Regions from separate parts of the Mus musculus genome. Here regions 1 and 2 are each linked to region 3. Evidence: chromatin contacts called from public HiCAR-type and promoter capture Hi-C data. All regions are on one chromosome and are shown on one strand. Each heading gives the region's core, a stretch centred on a gene start, on an enhancer-like site or on the middle of the called end of the contact. The rest is flanking DNA. Distances are from core to core; before and after follow the strand shown.

Region 1 (2,700 bases), core at 67-2,566, 2.4 Mb after region 3:
CTTGTAAAATCAACAAAGACACAGCTTTTGTGGAACCCAAAATATTTGCAAACTGGATTGCTGAGAAAATAAAACATACATATTACTGGAAAAGCAAAAGCAAATATGTTTTATTCTATTTCCTGAAGAAGTGCCAGCCGGTACCACACTCCACCTGCATCTCCTCACTTTGGAAACACCAGGAGATGGAGAAGAGAAGCCTTGGTCTCATGCAGTTTGGGTCATTGGAAGCAAGCAAAATTGCTGGTTACAATGTAACTAACAAGTTACCCAATATTCTTAAACTTTAGTACAGAGTCTAAAGTTGTTTTTTTCCTCTAGAAGACAGATTTAAAATTTACCAGTGAAGAAAAAAAGTTGAATTTTTGAAGAAAAAACTTGGCATATAAGATATATTTATATAGGAAGATTGGAATTATATTATAATCGAGTTGTTTGTGCCTTGAAAAGAATAAACAATGGGCGGTTTGCATTTGGTAACCACACACACATCAGTCACTCAGCACACCAAACATTTTTTATTCTCAGTGCAATAATTCATAACATTAAATATATCTCAAGCATTTTACAAAATTCCCCAAGTGACTTAATTCTTCATAACTAGAAAAGAAAGAAAAAGGAAAGAGAAAGGGACATGAACCCTCATTTTTTAAGTTGTTAAGTTTAATGAAATGACATGAGAGTTTAATTTTCAGCTTCATTACTCAAATAACTGGCTTTATTAGACTGGGTATTCTCAGAGATATGAGGAACTATCAGATGATGGTCTAAAATAAAGTACTGGGCTTTTGTTTTGTTCCCAATTTAAGTTTTCAAGATTTATTTTTATAAACCCATGGAGCCAGTGGGCACTTTGTAGAGAGAAGGATGCATTTCATATCGTAAGAGTTCTCTATAACTATTACAATCTGTCTGAGAATTACAAACATTAAAACCACTGTTCCCACAGCTAACAACTTTCTCTTGAACATAGTAAACTCAGAGCCATTCCAGCTCAGACCAGTCCATTCATATGATAAACTACCTTATAAAATGCTACATTTTCCTTCATCCTCTCCCCTTTAGTTTTAGAAAATGGTTGTCTACAATTTGTCAACACAGTAAATACGTTTTAGTTTCCCAAGTGAATAGACTTACCTCTTCTTTCCCACTGTTTGGAACTTTGCAATAAACTTCCCCTGTTGATGGATCGTAAGAATCTATATATGAGTTACAGGGTAAAAACTTCCCACCTATAAAGTTCTCCAACATCAAAAGTTCCCTTTTTCCAGCCATGTTAGGAAAGTGCCCTCTGTGTACAGCAGCCCTCTGTGACTGCCCTCAGGACTTTGGACACCCTCATCTCACCCCCAGGCCCAGTGTCCTCATTTGCATATCCGAACCTGGGAGGAGGAGACCCGCTGCGCTTCAGAACTTTCCTGATTCCAAACTCGGATGGTTCTTGAAGGCAACTCATGGTCCATTCTGAGAAATGGGCACTGCATTAAACTAACATCAAGTTACATATGTACAATGTCTTCAGATTGTCCTTTCATATCAACTGTGTGTGTGTGTGTGTGTGTGTGTGTGTGTGAGATGATTTTATCGGCACTGCACCATAAGTGCCCACTGTTTAAACACGAAGTGCAAAGCATAAAGAAAATTGGCTCCACAGAATATTGTCCCATGCAGCAATCCTTACTTCCTCCTTTCTAGGGAAGGCATTGAGCCTCTGGAAGGTTACACAATGTGGCCAAGGTCACACATGAACACTCAAGTACTGACAGGAAATGAGAAGAAACTTTAGCTACATTTACACCTAACAGCCTGTGAGTCCATCTCAGGAGGATGCATCCATGTCCCTGTAGGGACTGGCCACAGGAGCAAGGGAGCCGTCTTCACTACCCGGCAATGCCGTGGTTTGAACGCTCAGAATTCGGGCACGTTTAACCCTCCAGTGGCAGTGTTTAAGTGGGCACTCCTGGAGTTAAGGTGCTGCTCACGGCCTCGGTGGTGCCTTCGAAACAGGCTATGGGTCATTTGTGCCTTCTGCCGCAGGAGCACAGCTGCCCTGCCTGGTGAGGAAGTGGCAGAGGCAGGGGATATTTACCATACACAATCTCCTCACACCAACATCATGGGCTTCCCAGTCTCCAGAACAACAAGAATTCAGGTTCTCTCAAGTGATCGATTTTCAGTTATTCTGTCACAGCTGAACAGACCAGCACATGGCCTCTGAGAGGACAGGACACACCACCGTTCACTCTGCTGAGGCTCCATGGATAACCAAACTCTCTTGTGCATCATAGCGCTTGTTTTGTATTTTGCAAGTAACCCTCTGAAGGTCTTGTTCCTTCTGTTCTCCATGTTGCTATCTCCCCATCCTTCCTGTACTTCACGTCTCCACCTACTGACGGCTGTCTGTCGTCTTTGGCGTCCCATTTTCACCACAGTGCATTTGGTGAGAATTTGTTCTTAACCGTGACTGGAAGAGGCTGCTTTTCTACCACTGGCTTTGTCTTTCACCAGTTGTGGAAATGTTTTGGCTGCTGTATTGCTGTGTTTCCATTCTCTGTATTTCTACCTTGTAGAATGTTTAAAATGTAAAGAGAGCATCTTCAATTTCTTACTGACCATGAATCTCCTCCCTCCCTGTCTCTGTCTTTCCCTCCCTCCCTCTCTCCCTCCCTCCTGGCCAGCTTCTTCCCCCTCCTCCTTTGA
Region 2 (2,700 bases), core at 186-2,685, 2.5 Mb after region 3:
CCAGCCCTTCCCTTCTAATTTAGACCCTCTCTTTTGCATCGTTTCTATATTACTGTCATCACACTGTGGAATCTCTCATGCTTTAACCAGCTGTTACTGTAAACAGTCCTCATGTGTTAAGCAGTACCCTTAAATAGTCAATTATCACTGGCTGAGGAAATATATTGGTAATAAATGTCCCTTATTTCACAGCTACACAATCTCTTCCAGACTAAAGTCATTTCTTAGTGGTAGTGGTCCACCAGGCCTTTTATACAGACACTATGTATTCTTACAGTGAATGCCTGCCAAGTAAGATATTCCAGGCAGACTGGGTCAAAGTCTCCAGATGCAGCCCAGGTTGTTGGTTGGTCAAACCTGTTGAGGACACTGAAGCTCACAATCCCCCCAAAGGGGGTGTTAATAACAACCGCCTGCGTAAACATTGCATCTTCTCCATTTTAAAAAGCAGCAGGTCTTTAGGATTCTTGCATCACTTTACATTTGTGTTTATTTTTAGCTTCTGTGATGCTAAATGATGCTTATTATCATCCACTCAATGCCAACAAACTGCGAGTCCCTTTTTCATGACCTCCCCGCTGGTGTTATTTTTCCATTTCCTTTTTAAAATCAATCTACATTAAGCACTGTTTGCCAATAACTGAATTTATACACCTGAACATCAGCAAATCGACCCAATTTCTTGAGCCCTTTTAAACAAGAATCTTTTCTGTTTCTCACGTCCCCAGTTTTGAAATCCGTTGGAAAAAAATGGAGCAGTCAAAAACGCAGGGACACGGGGACAACGAAATAAATCTGACGTTTGTAGTAGGCCGGCCGCAGGTAAGCGCTAAGCCAGCCTCTTTTCTAACTACGGCCTCGTGGGCTTGTCTGAAGGAGGGCTTATGAGACAGACGTCAGGAACTCATTGCGGGATCCCCGCAGGAAACAGGGAAAGAAGAGGTGACGCTTGGATACGAACAGCATCGGATCCCGACCTCGCCACACCTATGGGCCCTGGAGATGCTACACCCCTGCCCGGTCGGTGAACTAGCTCAGCTAGGAGGCAGACAACACGCCGGCTTCCTCCCCGGGTGTTCCTCTCAGGTCCTGCTCGCTCTCCGCCCGCTCCCTCTCCGCCGAAGATCCCATTGCGAGCGTGGCTCCGGGGTCCATGCTCGATTCCAGGGAGATGTAAAGCGGCCATGGAGACAGCTGGAAGAGCTAAGGTCACGGCCGGCGCGGCCTTACCACCCACCTTCATCGTAGTTATATCCCCGGACGTTCCGATGCCGGGCCATCGCGCACAGACGGCGCCTGCCGCCGTCCCTTCCAGAAAAACTCGGCTCAGAAACCGACGAGGCGCAGACCGCGGGCGGAACACCTCTGCCGCGCCATCTTGTCTTCCGCCAGGCCTCTGCGCCGAGCGTCCGCGCATGCGCGACGTCATACCTGCGCACTTGGCGACGGCAAGCTCTCGGGGTCACTGCGGGCCTCCCGGGAACGCGTGCGCGCTCGCGAACTGGCGGGGGGGGGGGGGGGGCGAGGTCCCGCCCACAAGCGAATTGACTGACGTGGACTTCAAGGCCAGAAATGAAGCAACCAGAGGGTTGTTGAGCGGGATCCTTCACCTACACCGGTTTTCAGGATTATTTCCCAACTTTGGTTTTTGATCATCTGAAAAGCTGCCTATTTCGCTCAGTAAAAACAAGGACTTTGTTTCAGCTTTTAAGCCTTAGTAAACACTATAGGCAATCAATAAACGTGTAAATTTGGCATAATAATTAGTCCAAGCTGTAGAGGGAACTTTTTGAATGAGTAATTTTAGCTTTGAAATGTAGCCACACTGGGTCAATATGCTTCGCATGTAACTCATGGCTTCAGGTATGGGCTCCATATTAAATTCATTAACAGCTCTGGTAAACAACTGTCTGACCTTAGCTTTGTAAAATATTTCATTAGCACGAATTAATTAAGAAGGAAGCCTTAGACATTGATTGAATACATAAATATGTGAACTTGCTAAGGGTGTTTAGTACAGCTTTTCAGACACAGAACTAGCCTTGGGTGCTTATGATGTAATAATAACACATAAATCTATAACCTGTTATTAAACATCCTTGTTTCATACAACATAAGGCTAATAATGCTGTGTAAAAAACATCAACCTTATTATCACACTGAACAAACCATTTTATTGTAGCTTGTGCTTTCAATGCCAAGACCTGGAATCAAAGGCGAATGTCTAACACCACCTTACTCAGCTTTTCTAATCCACAACAATGAGGATAACACAAATTAAATCCATATTTGTAAAGGGCTCAGATTTGAGTTCTGACTGACTACCCAATGGTGTTCTTAACTCACAATGTTTCATATGGCTCCAAGGCAAAACTTTATAGACAAAAAAAAAAAAAAGTAGATGCTAATTTTATGATTTTTAAGTGTTTTATTTTATACCTTTAAATAATTTCCACATTGCAGCCTATTTCTTTGTAAGTGAAGATATTATCTTATACATTATCAAATTCATAAATAATATTTGCCCATGTAAGAGGACTTAGCACAGGACATTAAGTGCTAAAGAGTACTAAATGTGCTGGACCTGGTGGCTCAATTCCTTTAATCTTGGTACTCTGTAGACAGGGACAGGAGGACCAGGAATTCAAGGTCATCCTTGGCTACACAGGGAGTTCCAGGCCAACCAGCACTGTTGAGACC
Region 3 (2,700 bases), core at 74-2,573:
TTGACACATTAACTTTTAATAGCCTTATACTAAGGAAACTACTTAAACTCTACTTAACCACATTCTTTTCCGACTGTGTAATGTTTCAAAATCACTTCCAAAACAGCCAAAAGGCACGTGTGCCTTCCTGCTCTCTCTTCCTGTCTGAATATTCTTCCTGCACTTACCTGGCTGGAACTCTAGTTAAAACCTCTTTTAAATGCTGCCATAAACTCCAAATCCCCTGCGTTCCCACATCATCTCCACTCCCCAGCACCGTGGCATTCTGGTATGTTACTCTTTGGCTAAAATACTAGCTTTATCTTTTAAAATGCAGACTTTTAAGTGTCCGCCGTCTCTCATCTTTAAAACAGCACCATAGACACTGGCAGAAATACGCCCACAGAAACTAACCACCTATTAAATACTTTTTTGAATTGCAGGGGTAAGGAAGCAAGCATGAGGCTTTAGGGGTGAAACCCAAACGTTTATTGGAAAAGCTAAAACTTCCATCAACTTTCTTATATCCTCATGAAATTCATGAGCCCGACAATGATCACTGTATCCACCAGGTTGGCCATCAGAAGCTCTGGTTGGCTTCGGGGATATCTTCTGAGAGAGATGTCTTGTGTATTTGCTTTGGAAGTAGAAGAGCGAGTGATTCCTTCGAAATTAAAATGCATTTGTCGGCGTAGGCGGGAACTGGCTTTAAGATTCTGGAGTTCCACTCCTGGTAGCCGAATCCTCGGTGGAATTTAGTGACAGATCCACAGTGAGAGTTTAACATGTACCTCAGGGATCCAGTGTCTGCGAAGCTGCGACTCGGGAAAAAAACTAGGGTCATTACCTAAATGTTCATTCAGAACCGGTTGCATTCAGACCGGGATCTGACCTGGCCGCAAGGTCTGCTTAAACACGTTGCAAAGCAGTGGGGTTTGTGATCATACACAAATCACAGCCACTCAGAGAGGCTAAAAACCAAAGGACCAAAATGTGGACACACTCAGCCTAATCGGCCAGTATTGGCAACAGGAAACTTCACGATAAGACGTGGAAAAACTGCTTAAAACAAAGTAATTCAGCAGCGAAGAAAACGGCAGTAGTTTGGCTCCTCTCGTGTTCCGTAGGAGCGGATCGTGGGACCTCTGTGGTCCACGCCCCCTGGGCAAAGGCTGCCCGCTGCGATGCCTGCTAGAAATCCAGCCGCGTTCTTACCACGGACGCTCCTAAAGGCGGAAGTGGAAACTCCTAAGGCACGGCACCACCGGAGCCACCTCTTTAGTGGGAGGAGTTGCACATGCGCACAGAAGTCGAGCGGAGCGCTTAAATACCGTCATGCGGCCACCGCCGGCCTTTTCCCCTGCCGCCGCCGACTTGCGCGGAGGCGGAAGCTCGGGGTGAGTGTGATCCCAGCTCGTGCGCCGGCGATAGCGTGTCTACTGCGCCTTGGCTTCAAAAGTGAAGTACTTGGGTCTTAACGGGCGATTTACTGATGTTTTGTCTTTCAGTGCGTTCAAGATTCGGCGTCACCCGTGATTCACCGCCATGGCCGAGGAAGGGTGAGCGAGTGGGGCGTGGGCCTCCCGCGGGCGGCGCTGGTCTGGGCTTTTCTCCATGCTAGTTCCCCATCCCTAGCCTGCCGAGGGTCCTAACGTCTCTGTCTGCATTCCAGCATAGCTGCTGGAGGTGTAATGGACGTCAACACTGCTCTACAAGAGGTGCTGAAGACCGCCCTCATCCACGATGGCCTAGCACGTGGCATACGCGAAGCTGCCAAAGCCTTAGACAAGTACGTGTCTCAGTCTCAATACTGTGGGGTGTTGCAGCCGGAACAAAGACTGCAGCAGCCAAGGGAAGAGAGCGTGAAGTTCATGCTGTTAGCACAAAAGTTCTGAATGTCATCCGGCCAGCAGGAAACCTAGGAAAAGGTATCAACTCTAGCCCACTTAGGATGTGTGGGTTGCTGTGTGGATCGGGGATGACGAGCAGTAGTTTTGTAAAGCTACAGTGTTTGCATGATGACTTGAATTGTCGGATACCCCTTCACCCCGTTCATGGGTGAGAAACAGCTAGTCTGACAAACCTGTAGCTCGTGGGGATAGATAGTCCGGTAGTTTTGCTAGAAGATGGAAAAGGGGGGGGCATCATTATTTAGTTTGCAAATACTTAAACGACAATATTGTGGTGTCGGGGAAATCTAGCTATATCCGGGAGACTTGAGAACATGCATGGTTTATTAGGCTTATGCACGTGTATTCTACTGTTTGAGGTAAAGTCAGGTGATTTTGGATGCTGTTGTGAATATTTACAGTGCTTCCTGCACAGGACTGCTTTGGATCAGCTTTCAAGTTGGAAATACCCTGAAAGTGGTCATAGTTTCCTTTGGCCATAAATAGGTTTCCTATTATAATGTGTGGTATTGGTATCTAAGTTTGTACAGGGAAAGTGAATGGCTAGTCTGCAGTTTGGTACAGTAAATCCTGTGTGGTCAGGTTTACTAGCACAGTGAAGACCCTTGAAGGTTTCACCTTTGAGTTTTGCATTTTAGGCGCCAAGCCCATCTGTGTGTGCTCGCATCCAACTGTGATGAGCCCATGTATGTCAAGCTGGTGGAGGCACTTTGTGCTGAGCACCAAATCAACCTGATAAAGGTAAGCCTTAGTGATAATGGTGTTGAGCCACAGGCACCAGCACTAACTTGCATGGTAGTTTTGATGATTT

Evidence for each region. Promoter capture Hi-C pulls out the DNA fragments that hold promoters and counts their contacts. HiCAR-type assays count read pairs that join an accessible place to other places.
Region 1: a contact with region 3 is called in a HiCAR-type map of astrocytes, with 2.7 times the contacts expected there. The contact joins the promoter of Aldh8a1 here to the promoter of Rps12 in region 3. A contact is called at or near these places in 2 of 39 promoter capture datasets (hippocampal neurons and pre-B cells) and 1 of 115 datasets of contacts at active chromatin or transcription factors (astrocytes).
Region 2: a promoter capture Hi-C map of hippocampal neurons shows a contact between it and region 3, with 16 times the contacts expected there. The contact joins the promoter of Hbs1l here to the promoter of Rps12 in region 3. A contact is called at or near these places in 2 of 39 promoter capture datasets (hippocampal neurons and liver), 1 of 484 Hi-C or Micro-C datasets (muscle stem cells) and 1 of 9 other capture datasets (adipose tissue).

What each region holds. Positions count from the first base shown.
Region 1 is chr10:21,375,916-21,378,615 of GRCm38.p6, reverse strand. It overlaps Aldh8a1 (aldehyde dehydrogenase 8 family, member A1), which reads right to left and starts at 1,316. Exons shown (of 7, transcript NM_178713.4): 1 at 1,138-1,316. The coding sequence starts at 1,275.
Region 2 is chr10:21,294,714-21,297,413 of GRCm38.p6, reverse strand. Hbs1l (Hbs1-like (S. cerevisiae)) reads right to left here and starts at 1,435. Exons shown (of 18, transcript NM_019702.2): 1 at 1,238-1,435. The coding sequence starts at 1,280.
Region 3 is chr10:23,785,832-23,788,531 of GRCm38.p6, reverse strand. Rps12 (ribosomal protein S12) reads left to right here and starts at 1,323. Exons shown (of 6, transcript NM_011295.6): 1 at 1,323-1,376; 2 at 1,488-1,538; 3 at 1,652-1,768; 4 at 2,528-2,630. The coding sequence starts at 1,525. It overlaps LOC115487513 (a small nucleolar RNA gene), which reads left to right and starts at 1,989; the gene lies at 1,989-2,062.